2 separate regions of the Mus musculus genome follow, and region 1 is linked to region 2. Evidence: chromatin contacts called from public promoter capture Hi-C data. All regions are on one chromosome and are shown on one strand. Each heading gives the region's core, a stretch centred on a gene start, on an enhancer-like site or on the middle of the called end of the contact. The rest is flanking DNA. Distances are from core to core; before and after follow the strand shown.

The links. Promoter capture Hi-C pulls out the DNA fragments that hold promoters and counts their contacts.
Region 1: a contact with region 2 is called in a promoter capture Hi-C map of the HPC-7 cell line. The contact joins two enhancer-like sites. A contact is called at or near these places in 1 of 39 promoter capture datasets (the HPC-7 cell line), 5 of 484 Hi-C or Micro-C datasets (cortical neurons, embryonic stem cells, erythroid progenitors and 1 more), 2 of 115 datasets of contacts at active chromatin or transcription factors (the HPC-7 cell line and embryonic stem cells) and 3 of 9 other capture datasets (adipose tissue, embryonic stem cells and liver).

Annotation. Positions count from the first base shown.
Region 1 is chr1:128,012,866-128,019,895 of GRCm38.p6, forward strand. Zranb3 (zinc finger, RAN-binding domain containing 3) reads right to left here. Exons shown (of 21, transcript NM_027678.3): 7 at 4,693-4,864; 8 at 3,178-3,294. Among named protein-coding and RNA genes, the nearest start is that of Gm28800, 56 kb to the left of the region's middle. Within about 2 kb of position 3,711, at least 57 of the 459 cell types and tissues checked have an H3K27ac peak or open chromatin away from gene starts, as enhancers often do. A contact at or near this core is called in the HPC-7 cell line, where this site is marked.
Region 2 is chr1:127,833,159-127,840,159 of GRCm38.p6, forward strand. It overlaps Map3k19 (mitogen-activated protein kinase kinase kinase 19), which reads right to left. Exons shown (of 14, transcript NM_011737.2): 6 at 5,281-5,393; 7 at 1,377-1,467. Among named protein-coding and RNA genes, the nearest start is that of Map3k19, 18 kb to the right of the region's middle. Within about 2 kb of position 3,678, at least 35 of the 459 cell types and tissues checked have an H3K27ac peak or open chromatin away from gene starts, as enhancers often do. A contact at or near this core is called in the HPC-7 cell line, where this site is marked.

The sequences.
Region 1 (7,030 bases), core at 2,461-4,960, 180 kb after region 2:
ATGATAACATAATGGAACACTGTGATGACACAATGGATCACTGTGATGACATAGAGGAGCACTGTGATGACACAATGGAGAACTGTGATGAGACTGTGAAGCACTGTGATAAAACATTGGAGCACTGTGATGAGACAGTGGAGAACTGTGATGAGACTGGAGCACTGTGATGACATAGTGGAGCACTGTGATGAGACTGTGGAGAACTGTGATGAGACTGTGGAGCACTGTGATGACATAGTGAAGCACTATGATGAGACTGTGGAGACCTGTGATGAGACTGTGGAGCACTGTGATGACACAGTGAAGCACTATGATGAGACTGTGGAGCACTGTGATGACACAGTGGAGCACTGTGATGAGACTGTGGAGAACTGTGATGAGACTGTGGAGCACTGTGATGACATAGTGAAGCACTATGATGAAACTGTGGAGACCTGTGATGAGACTGTGGAGCACTGTGATGACACAGTGGAGCACTGTGATGAGACTGTGGAGCACTGTGATGAGACTGGAGCACTGTGATGACACAGTGGAGCACTGTGATGAGACTGTGGAGAACTGTGATGAGACTGTGGAGCACTGTGATGACACAGTGGAGCACTGTGATGAGACTGTGGAGAACTGTGATGAGACTGCGGACTACTTTGAGCACACAGTAGAACACACTGAGGGATTACTGAAGCACTCTGGTAATCTGGAGCAATGGGACCGCTGTGACAGTGAAATTGAGCCTGTGGTGAGACAATGGAGCACTGTGATGTAATAGTGGAGTACCGGTTTTAGAGCCAAATTCTCTTGTGAGGAACACAGCAGAGCATTGATTTAGGATAGTGGAGCATTTTAATGGCACATCAAAGCACTGTGATAGCACAACTGAACCTCTGCTTTGGTATAATGGAGCCACATGATGGGCCAATGGAGCACTGTCCTGGGACAGGGGAGCACTGTGAGTAGGCAATGGAGTGCTGTGAGAGGATAACAGAACACTGTAGCACTGTGACGGATGAGATAATGGAGTGCTATGATGGAATGATAAAGCACTGCGGTCACAATGGAGCACTGTGGGGCACTATGACTTGACAGTGGAGCATTGTGGGACAGTGAAGTACTGTGAGGAGACAATGAAGTACTTTAATAGGATCCTAAAGCACAGTCCCATTTCTGGGTTTCTGCCCTCAAAAGATAAAAATGAGGTCTAGGCTGGACATGACTAAGTGGGTAAAAGTGCTTGTTATACAAATTTGAAGACTTGAGTTTGATCCAGGCTGGATGTGGTGGCTCGTATCTGTAAACTCAGCGTTCCTAAGGCAGGAAGGGAGGTGGAGCCAGAAGGAACAGGAAGCCTGGGGCTGGCTGGTCTGGAGTAGGCACTTCAGTCCCAGAGACAAAGGGACCTTGACTTAGAAAAGGTACAAGGAGAGAAACAACTCCTGAAAGTTGTTCTTTGACTTGTTCACATACACTCTGGCATTTACAAACTCCCCTACTAATGAAAATCAAAGGAAAATGATGTCTCTATAACCAGGTACATGGAGTATCACATTATTTTTATCCATAACAGCACATCTTACTATTGAGGGAAATCATAAAATCTGCAATACCTTAAAAGTCTAACCACTAGTGAAGAAAGCAAGAAAACTAAATGCTGTAATTCCATACATTGCAGGCTACCCAGGATGCAACAGAAGGAAAAAAATGACTTATGTAACACACTGAATTATACTAAGAGCTTTACAGTACATGAAAAACAAACCTCAAGGCTTCATACTTTGCTCTGGAAAGTGAGAAAACTTAGTGATTGAAGGCTAACATGCAGCAGCCATGCCTGGGCTGCAAGGGACCTTTGTGGGTAGTAGGAAGAGCCTCTAGACTACACTGGTGTGCACACAAGTATAAGCACTTGATAAGTATAAGCACTTTATTCACCTATAAACTTTTAAAGATGTATTTATTTTTCTTTTATGAGTGTGAGTGTTTTGCCAGCATGAATATCTGTGCATGTATAAATGTAGTGCCCTGAGGCCAGAAGAGGGAGGAGGATTCCCTGGAACTGGAGTTACAGATAGTTGTGAGCAACAATGCGGGTGCTGGGAATTGAGACCATGTCCTCTAGAACAACAGGCTCTGAGCCATCTTTCCAGGCCCTATCTCTCTCTCTCTCTCTCTCTCTCTCTCTCTCTCTCTCTCTCTCTCTCTCTCTCTAGCATAAATTTCATGTTATGTAAGGTATAAGTTAACAATTTACACTTAATAATCTATATTCATATCTATACGTGTCTCAGCACTGAGGCTGGAGGGATGACTCGGTGCTTAGGATCACTAGTAACTGATCTTACAAAGGACCCAGATTGGACTCCTGGAGCCTAGGCTGGGCAGCTCACAACTGTCTGTACCTCTACTTCCGGGGGACTGGATGCCTTATGGCCTCCGGGGCACATGCGTGGACATGGTTCATCTGAACGTATGCAGACACATATTAAAACGCATAAAGAACCTCTTAGATGTGCTCTTCCCACGAAAGCCAAGCATGGTGGAGTACACCCTTACACCCAGCACTCAGGAGGCAGTAGTGGATCTCTGTGAGCTCCACACCACCCTGGTCTATACAGTGAAGATTCCAGGTCAGTATAGGCACCATAGTGAGACCCTGTCTCACAACAATCCACACAACAAATAAACAAACCAGAACAAACAAACAAAAAATCACTAACAATCTCAGGATTGAGAGGAATCACACTCAGTATTAAAAATACTGTCACACTTGTCAAAACAGTAACATACGATAAGCTTATTGAATAGTCACACAGATTCAAGAACTCCCAACACTATTTAAATTTTGTGTGAACGTGAGTGTACGCAACTCTTTAAACTTCATAATACAAAAGATGATTGTCTCAACCTTTAAAAGGATTACTTGCAGGGATCATGAAGAGAAACCATGCCAAAAGCTAATAGAGAGAGCCATCTGTACATCCCTTAAGTAAGGTACACACGTGAAACTATATAAGTGGTGGGTTCTTCCCACTGCCGTCTGTTTTCCAGACAGTTTCGTTTTTCCAGAATAATTTAAAAAGGCAGTGACATGTTGTAGTATATTAGTAACCTATTGGACTAATTAAAACACATTGAAAACTTTGTATGATGACAAATACATAAAGGCCCAACAAGGAGTACCTTGGCAATTGCAGTCTGTTTGAACATGCGTGTTATCAACCCCATAACCGTCTCCATGGCACCTGAATTTGGAGCTCTCATTAGTTTCTGCCATTCTTCAAAGCTGGCATTCAGTTCCTATGTGGGAAGGATTACCATTGTTTAAGAATACAGCATCAAGAACAGAACAATTAATCCAATCATGAATCAGGTCCTACTTCCCCCTTCTCTGTAGAGAAAGCTATAAAAAGAAAACTCCCATAGATACCAAGGCGCTCATTTAAAACCACAGCGCAGAGGCTGGTCACATGTCTGTGCTAATGACAAAAGACTGTGACAAGCTATGTCAAACCGTGAGTCAGACAATTGAAGCTTCCTCTTGAAAAATTGCATAAAGTGAAAGAAAAAAAAAAAACTCTGACCATATCAGAATGCAAGATTGCGAAATTTTATTTTGTAATAAGATATATTATTTAAACAAGCATAAGGATGAGAGAAATATTAGTTACATGAAATGTAATATGGCCATAAATTATTTCATTTTTCTCTCCAATGTTAAAACATCAGATAGAGAAAATAAACTCATTCTTATTTAAGCAATGCTGTAGCGCCCGATGATTAGAGGACACTTATTTTGCTTCTATGATTTAACAATGCAAACTTTTTGTCCACTCAGCCATGTCCAGATCAAAGTTTCAGAGACTGTACAGGTACCATATGTAAATATAGATAAGGCCAAGGGAAAGAAACATTTGGCTTTCAGATGTGTTAAATATTACAGCCTGCAACATTATCAAAGGATTTCAGATGTCAAGAACAGAGCAACATTTAGGTTATTCTATACTAAAAGCCATTTATACTTTAAAAAAATCTTCATGTGTGTGATGTATGTGTATGTGCACATGCATGCATGCATTCATACGCTCTACAGCACATGTGTGTGAGGGGTGTCAAGGACAACCTAGGCTGTTGGTCTCACCGACCCCGTGTTTGAGACAGGGTCTCCTATTGTTCCCTCCTCTGCCCTGAAAGCTTTAGGGGATGCTCGAGTCTCTGCTCCCATCTCATTTCAGCAGCACTGGGACTACAGATGCACACGTCATGAGACCAGTTTTACTTGGGTTCTGACATGCTCAAGTCAAGCCCTCACACTTGCATGGCAAGTATTTCATCAATGAGGCCACTGACCCAGCCCCAGCTTCACACAGACACACAGACTCACACAAACAGACACACACCCACCCCTGTGCATTTACATTATAGGTACCATGAATCCTTCATACTAAATAGTTTGTTAAAATCCAAGTGATCTTCCTATAGTCATCATAAACATTTGAATCACTGGGAGCTGTATCTGTTCACAGATTTGATAATTAAAATCATCTTGTGCTTTTCCTGAGATGATGTAAAACCAACAGTGGTTCTACGAATCAAGCCAGTTTTAAGAAAGTATGCTTTTCTGTGAAGTCTAATGCCCAATCTTTAACAGCATGATTCATAATGAAGTAAGCCTTTCACCTAAAGACAGGCTCTCACCTTGACAGCTGCTGGGGGAAGGTCAAAGGGAATGCGCTGTCTGACTTTCGGGGGCAGCTGGCTTAAAACTTCACTCTTTAGTCTTCTGATCATTATGTCATTTAGGAGCTGGTGAAGCTCACTAAGGTTTGATGCCCCTCTACAGTCCCACTGACGCCTTTTGCCAAAGTATCTGTTAAGACAAAAAACACAAAGGGCAAAGCTAGAGCTAAATGTCACAGGAGGAAATCCATGTATGCGGTATGTCCTTCCTGTTAATAACAGGAGCAAAACGACACCCTTTACTGTTATTTCTGAGTGAAAATTAGTTTCAGAAAGCCAATCCAAGGGGTCCAGAGAGATGATTCAGTGGTTAAGAGGGCACACTGCTCTTGCTGTGGACCTCAAGTTTGGATGCTAGCATTCACATTTGTAACTCACGTTCTAGAAGATCTGACGGCCTTTGAAGGAACACCCCCACTTTAAAAAAAATGTAAAGGAAAAATAAAGCTACCCAAAGCAGTGAATGTGGATTCACAATTGCAATTTTGCAACTCCACTACTCAAGGGACTAAGGCAGGAGAATCACTGGGCAGGCATTCTACCACTGAGCCACAGCCCAGCCTGATAAGTTTTCACACCATTTAAATATTTTGTTTCCTTTAATGTTCATATATTCATACTTAACTTAAAGATTTGTAAATATGGTGGTAGTGGCACATGCCTTTAGTCCCAGCACTTGGAAAGTGGATCTCTGATTCTAGCCCAGCCTAGTCTACAGAAAAAGTTCCAGGACAGCCAGAGCTACACAGAGAAACTATGTCTTAAAACAAACCAAACCAAAACAAAACAAAACACTGGGAAAATGCTTGCCAATAACTGATTCTGTCACATATTTTTCCATTCATCACACTAAGTACATCTGACCACATCATTAACAAAGGAACCTAAGACTCCAAACTGCCGACACAGAAAGAAGTTAGAAGTGTCTTAGTTAGGGTTTCCATTGCTGTGAACAGACACCATGACCAAGGCAAGTCTTATAAAAAACAACATTTAACTGGGGCTGCCTTACAGGTTCAGAGGTTCAGTCCATTATCATCAAGGTGGGAGCATGGCAGTATCCAGGCAGGCATGGTGCAGGCAGAGCTGAGCTGAGAGTTCTACATCTTCATCCAAAGGCTGCTAGTAGAAGACTGACTTCCAGGCAACTAGGCTGAGGATCTTATGCCCACACCCACAGTGACATACCTACTCAAACCAGGCCACACCTCCAAATAGTGTCACTCCCTGGACCGTCACAGAAGGGCTCTTTAATTTTGTTCTTAGAATGAAATATATGAATTAAAATGGACTCTTAGCATACTATCTGATCCCAGGACACTTTCTGTAGGTGTAGCTAGCTGGATGTTTGCTGATAAGACTGTACCCAGATAGGTGCAGGTACAGGTCTTATCTGCCTCCTGTAAAGGACCAATATACATGTTTCAGAAGGGCAGATGTCTGAGAACTTTTGTTTGTTTGTGATTCTAGGGATTGAACACAGGGCCTCACACACGCTAGGCAAGTCTGTCCTTAGCCTGAAGTTTGAGTGATCTGCCATCAGAATGGCACAGCACAGTGTTAAGTGTTATGAGGAGGCTTCTCTATTCTTCCTGGAGACCATGTACCACAGAAAGAGGCATGAGCTATTGCTTCCTGGGTTTTACCTCAAGCTACTGTAAGCCCTATGCTTGGCACACTGAAGCATGGATCACCAAAACTGTTTCTCACTGCAGTCTCCCTCTGCCACATCTCCTTTCAGCAGACACTCAGAAGCCAGAGGTGGCGCTTACTCTGAAGAACACTGGAGGCTTGGAGGTAGGGTGGGGTGGACCGGGGAGGAGTCAGGGCAAGGAAAGGAGGGTGAATACATCAAACTACATTGTAGGCACACAAAATACTCAGAGAGCAGAAATACTCCATTAAAGTGTGTGGGGCTGGGAGTGGTCGCACTCCTTTAGCCTATACCACCACTTAGGAAGTAAAGGTAGTTTGAGACCAGCTGGGTCTATGTCGGGAGTTCCAGGCAAGTAAGGGCTGGAAAGGGAGACCCTGCCTTAAAAAAATAAGTATTCTTAACCTGAGATTTGGGAAGAGAGGGGAAACGATGAACAGGAGCCATCACCCATCAACACCTGGTTATTTGCCATTCTATTTGATAGTGATTATATATAACTTTTGTAAAATCCCATTTATGTGGGAGGGGGGCATATGAGACATCTCTCATACCATGTGGGTTCCTTACCTGCTTAGCCATTGTACCAGCCCAATTATTCTATTTTTCAAAACAGCCCTATTGAAACACAATTTATATTCC
Region 2 (7,001 bases), core at 2,428-4,927:
CGAAAGGTTGGTTTTATGTTAATTTCCAGATACAGGGTAGGTTTGCTTAGTGAGGAGTCTGACACACGCCCCATTAGCTGAGTTTAGTGTTCAGGACCCACATGGTGGAAGGAAAGGACCGACTGGCACATTATCCTTTGACTTGTGTATATAGGCTGAGGTATGTGTATATCCACGCACATATATACATGTAGAAAAAAATAACTAAAATGTAATCTTCCAGATGGAGAGGAGAGTCTTTGACTGATCAGTGTCCTGTTTGGAGATAAAAAGTTCCCCTTGAATATAACAGACAGCACCTGCCTCCCAGAGAACCTATATTAACTGAAATCCATCAGCTACAAAGAGAAATTCTGTCAAAAAGATCATTGTTTCTTTGAATTATTAAGGTTTAAAACCTTAAGAGCCCCCCGCCCCGCCCTCCCCCCCCCCCAGGCAACTTGAGACACTGTTGGGCTTTCTGAGGACCTGGCTTTAAAGTTTATGAAAGTCAGAGGCAGTTTGAGCACAGGACTCTTCCAGAGGGGGGCAGGGGTCGTTTGTTTTCATCAGTTTTTCCAGGATCAATGATGATCATTATTTTAACTGTTACCAAGTTATGCTCTGTACTCAGCCTGGAGAAAGGCAGTGACTAAGACTAAGGAAGGCTGGAGGCTGCTTGGCACAGTGCAACGGGGCACAGAGGTAGAGGAAAGGAATGATGGGAAATGGAAAGCATGAGACTGGGGCTGGGCTGGAACAGTAACTATGTAACCACAGAGAGCAGGAGCAGGTGGCCGTCCAGGGAGGGGCAGCAGGCCAAGCCTGATCCAGATAAAGGATATAACAGAAAGATGGAGGGTTTTTTAGTCATATTCTCTCTCTCTCTCCTCTTTCCTCTCTCCTCTCTCCTCTCTCCTCTCTCCTCTCTCCTCTCTCCTCTCTCCTCTCTCCTCTTTCTCTTTCCCTCCCTCTCTCCCGCCCTCCTTCCCTCCCTCTCCCCTCTCCTCCTTGATCCCTTCCCCCTGCCCTCCTCTCCCTCTCCTTCTGAATGTGTGTGTTTATGTATACGAACATACACATGATGCCAGTGTCATCCCTCAGGCACTGTCCATCTTGATTTCTTGTTTGTAAGTTTTGTTTTTGTCTTTGGGGAACAGGGTCTCTCCCTGGCCTGACACTCACTAGGTAGGCCGGGGCATCAGGCATTTTTTATGTGGGCTCTGGAGAACAAACTCAGGGCCTTATCTTTGTAAAGCAAGCACTTTACCAGTGGCTGTCTCTCCAGCTTCTGTTCTTTCCCTTTGCAAGTTGTTTTCAAAATTTCACCACATACTTCTGAAATTGCCAGAGAACCCCAAAGCAACAGTGCTATCTTTAGGGACAAGTTGATATACCTTCTGTCCTTCGTGGCCAGTTTTCACCCCTGGGAGCTGCTCCTTCCCTAGCCAATATGAACGGGCTGAAGTCATCTTCAAGGTCAAAGTCCTGTAAGATCACAGACTGAGAGCTCAGAGAGGTTCTGGGGAGATGCTCAGTCAAACACTTGCCACACAGGCATGAGCAACTGAGTTCAGTAAGCGCAATCCGCATTTAAAAGCTTGGTGTTGGGGCACACATTTGTAACACCAGCCCTGGGAAGCAGACGCACGTGTGGTTACCTGGGGTCAGCCAGCCGTGATAGGTTGGCTTTAGAGCAACAGCAGCCAAGGTTGGCTTGCACATGTATACACACATGTGTGAACACATACACACTTTTTAAAATCTAAACGTTAAGGTGGTGACTCAACATACTAGTTTGTTGGCAGGGTGAATGCTGACCTTCCAAGGGTAAACTTTGACACTGTGAATTCCTTCTAAATTGGATAAAATATTTAGGACTTTAAACATCGAGGAAGGTTCCATTCCCCCGGAGCAGAAGCGGTTAATTGCGTAATGACAATGGAAGATCAAAGCTGAAATCCCACCCTCAGTATTTTCTACTTTAAGCTGCTACAAATGCCCTCTGCACGGATAAGTGGAAAGAATCCTTCAGACACAGTCACAGGGAAGCAAACTGCGAGGAGCTACAACGTCAGCCTACAGCTGATCCCTGGGGCATCACAGAAGATCAAGAAAGCCCTGCTCCCAGGGAAACTGCAGATAGAACCCCAGAGGGAAGCAGGCAGCAAAGCTGATTACAGTTTTCTCTAGGACTGTTCTCTGATCTGATCATGGGGCACAACTTCCCAAACTCCCTTTGGCCTTCTAGAAAATAAGCCTTATGTTTGAAAGCCAACTTGATTTATAAAGAAGTACTCAGAACTCTTTAAAGGGAAATGTTTTCTTTGTATGATAGAAGTCATTGTCTTTAATTTTTAAAACTTATTTTCATTTATTTTATTTTTATTTATTTTTTAAGACAAGGTTTCTGTCCTGGAACTTGCTCTGTAGACCAGGCTGCCTCTGCCTCCTGAGTGCTGGGATTAAAGGTGTATGCCGCCACCACCTGACTTAAAAAAGATTATTATTGAGCGCGTGCATATGTGTGTGTGTGTGTGTGTGTGTGTGTGTGTGTGTGTGTGTGTGTGTATGTACACATGAGGACACATGCTTGTGGCACAGGGCACATGTGGAGGTCAGAAGCTAGCTTGTGGGATTCAGTTTTCTACTTGCAGTATGTGGGTCCCAGGGATTGAACTTAGGTAGCCAGGCTTGGTAGGAGCAAGCACCACTACTTTCTGAAACATCTGCCTCAGAGTTATTGTTGGTGATATTCTCCTTTAATGGAAGTTGTTACTATTGATTTTGTGCTTTTAATTTTCTACATCTAGGCTGGGGATGTAGTTGACTGTGCCCAGCACCATATATAACTGGGCATGGAGGCACATGTTTGTAATCTCAGCACTTGGGAAACCGAGGCAGAGGCCGGAGTTCAAGGTCATTTTTGGTTATGCAAGCAGTTTGAAGCTGGCCTGGGATGCATGAGACCTGTCTCAAAAATAAACACCGTATTTAAATGGAAAGGCGCATCTAGGCCTCAGTTCTATAACAAAGTCCTACGACCCTGGCACTGTGAACTTTAGGAACACTACAACTGCCCAAAGATTCTAAAACCTTAAAGAAAGAAGGGTGGGGAGAATAGAAAGCATAGGAAACTAGGTTGTGAACAGATTTCTTTAAAACTCTGTTGGAATGTCAAGTATGATGTCTCAATGGGGAATGACACTTGCTGCCAAAAATGGTCACCCAAGTTTGATCCTGGGAGCTGCATAGGAAGAGAGAACTGATCCCCAAAAGTTGTCTCCTGATGTCCATGAGTACTGTAATATGCATTTGAATTCTAGTCCCCATAAATAAATGTAATTAAAAATTTTTAAATACCATTAGAAGGTAAAAATACTCAGAAATGAAAAGACTCCCACACTGGAAAGAAAGTATTAATGAAAAAAATTTAAAATGTATAAAATAAATAGAATCCTATGACATAGAATTCAATACAGATAAAACAGGAACTGCCTTCTGTGTTATTCACATACAAGTTAGGGGCAGATCGAATGTCTGTCTTCCCAAAGAGATTTTATGTTTGAGTCCTAAATTTCAGAGTGATGTCAGGAGGAAGTAGGACCTTTAGGAGGGAATTACTTCATGAGAGTGGAGCCCTGATAGTGGCCTGAGTGGTCCTAGTCAAGACACCAGTGAGCCAGAAAGAGGAACTAACCAAAGGCTTCCAGCGTGCATACACTGAATTGAAACATTCTTTCGGCAGAGAGAAGGCAACTCCTAAGAGTCAGGAAGCTCATAAAGCTACCGAGACTCTGACCTACCCTGAGGCTATATAAGCAGTAAAAAAGAATTACTTGGGGGCTGAGTGAAAAGAAGAGAGAGAGAGAGAGAGAGAGAGAGAGAGAGAGAGAGAGAGGCTCTTTAATTGAGGTACTTATAGATCACAAGTTTCAAGGATGCAGCTTTCCCGGATTCATCGCCCATTTATTTCGGTGATCCAGTGGCCTTTGAGTCATCCATGGTTCTGTATACAGCCCCTTATCCATGATCCTATAAATAAGCTAATGAACTCACTGCTCCACTGAGCTGGCTGTGAATGGAATCTTTCCTTTGGTCTATTGTCTGTACTCTGACAGATGGCTAGACATGGGTTTATGTCTGAAAAGCCATATAACAGCAACCTATTCTAACTCCTTAGTCCCTAGAACTGAGAAATAAATTTCTGGTTTGTTTTGCTTTTGTAGTTTTGTTTTGTTTGAGACAGGGTTTCTCTGTGTAGCCCTGGCTGTCCTGGAACTTGTGATACAGACCAGGCTGGTCTTGAACTCACAGAGATCTGCCTGCCCCTGTCTCCCAAGTGCTGGGATTAAGTGCATGCAACATTGCCGCCTGACTTAAATTTCTGTTCTTTATTATCTCACTCACTCGCTATATGGATTTTATTGTGACAGTAGAAATTAAGACACACATGTGCACACACAAACACACACAAACACACACAAACACACACACACACACACACACACACACACACACACACACTCTCGGTACAACCTAACTAGCTAATTTGCGTATTTAAATTTATGTAAATGAATGTTTTGCCTACATGTACGTCTACCACATGCATGCAGTCCTAGCTGAGGCCAGAAGAGGATGTCAGATCTCCTAATACTGAAGTTTCAGATGGTTGTGAGCTCCTATGCGAGTGCCAGGAATCAAGTCTTCTGGAAGAGCAGTCAGTGCTCTTAACTACTGAGCCATCTCTCCAGCCCCTAATTTACAATTTAAACATGATTATACTAATACTGTCATTAGTCAGCTGGATGGGGTGTTACATACTATGGGATCCTGGGAAGCTAAAGTAGGAGTTCAAGACCAGCTTACACTACATAGTAAGTTCTAACAGTATAACAAGACTGCCTCAAAAATATGTGTACACGATATTGATATTTATAGAAATCATATATGATTATTACAAAACATTGAGGCAGTACAAATAAAATAGTAGGTTGACCAGACATTTCATTTTTATCGTTGTGCTTTTTTAAACTGTTTTTAAAAAGATTTAATCATCTTATTTTATCTACACAAATGATTTGCTTGCATGAATATGTCTGTACTGCCTGCATGCCTGGTATCTTTGGCGATCAGAAAAGGGTATGGAGTTATGGGTGGTTGTGAGTTATCATGCCGATGCTGGGAACTGATCCTGTATCCTCTGTAGATGCAGAGCACACTCTTCACTGCTGAGCCACCTCTCCCCCCTTCCCCTCCTCCCATGTCCTCTTCCCTCTCCACCCCCCCATTTCCTCCTACCTCACTGCTGCTGATGCTCTGCAAGGTGAGGTTTTCAGTTTGGGAAACTGTCATCTCCATTGGAGTAGAGCCTGCCTCATGACAGATGTCAAGCAGTGACTCGGCATGTCTTTCTGTCAAAAAGAATCAACCTGCCTTAGTAAATACAGTGGAATTTAATAGAAAAAGATACCTAATGTTAACTTCTGATATGCATGTACATGCACCACACACATACACACACACACAGACACACACACACTGCATACATACTTCACACACATGAATTCAAGAAAAAAAAAAGTTACCAAGAGTTAGATTTTGGTTCAACATAATTATAGCAACTCATCCTTAATGACGTCATTCTCACAGGCACACCCTCTGAGGTGCTGGAACATAGAAAAGAGCTTTTCAACCCTCTGAGTCATCAACAGGGGAAAGAGGAAAGATGTTTACCTTTCTCCTTTCACTAAAGATGAACCCTTGAATGGATTTCTGTTGGTGCATGGGTGGGAGGAAGCCTCTCTATTCTCTTCCAAACAGATTTGCCTAGAAAACTAAAGGTTGTGTTGCCTGGTAACTGTCTTTTTTGCTCTCTTGAATTGCCCTGGAAGACTCTCATGGGTTGAAGATGATTTCCCCATAATACTATAGCAAGAGAGAGGAATCAGAGTGAAAAGTGATGGGGGGATTTGTGAAGACCACTCAGTCCCTTAAATAGCTTGACCTCCAGATGGCTCAGTTGACCAAGTGCTTTCCTGCAAACATAAGGAGCGGAGATCAATTCCCAAAACCTGAAATTAAAAAAGGAAGTGTGTGTGTGTGTGTGGTGGGGGTGTCTGGAGAAGTAGCTCAGTGGTTAAGAACACTGATTGATTGATTGATTGGTTGGTTGATTGATTGCTCTGCCAGGGAACTAGGTGGTTTGATTCCTAGCAGGTATGTGGTAGCTAACAACTGTCTATGACTTCACTTCCAGATCCGGTCTCCTCTTTTTGACTCTACTGGTGCTAGGCACACATGTAGTAAACAGACATACATGCAGGCAAACACCCATACAGTTAAAACTAAAGTAAATAAATATCAAAATAGAATAAGAAAAACCAGGTGTGAATTTTTAGCCCCAGTGCTGGGAAGGTGGAGACAAGGGGACCCCTGGGGCAGTCAGCCCAGCTGGCTAAGCAAGTTCTAGGAAAAAGTGAGAGATCCTAGTTTCAAGAAGCAAGGTTTGGGGCTGGAGAGATGGCTTATTGGTTAAGAACGCTTGCTGCTATTACAGACATCCAGGCTTATTCTCTAGCATCCACAGCAACTCACAATTACTTGTAACTCCAGAGGGGGCTCTCTTTTGGCCCCCATGAGCACTACATACAAGTAGGCACATACTCATTCATATAAATTAATTACTTTTAAAAAGTAAGATGTATAGCATCCTCAAAACCACTGGAGATTGAATTATGGCTTACACATAGAGACATACAGACATAGACAGACAGACACACACACACACACAAGAATGTGGAGTGAGAATTCTTTGCATTTTTTTAAAGCATGTAACCCTGTGCTTCAAAGAGTCACTGCTCATTAAAGAGTCACTGATTTGATTTATTTAGATGAAGTGGAGTATAATGGCACACACTTTTGATCCCAGTACTTGGGAGGCAGAGGCAGGAGGATCCCTGTGGGTTAAAGGCCAGCTGAGTCTATGCACTGAATTCCAGGGATACAGAGGTGAGATTCAG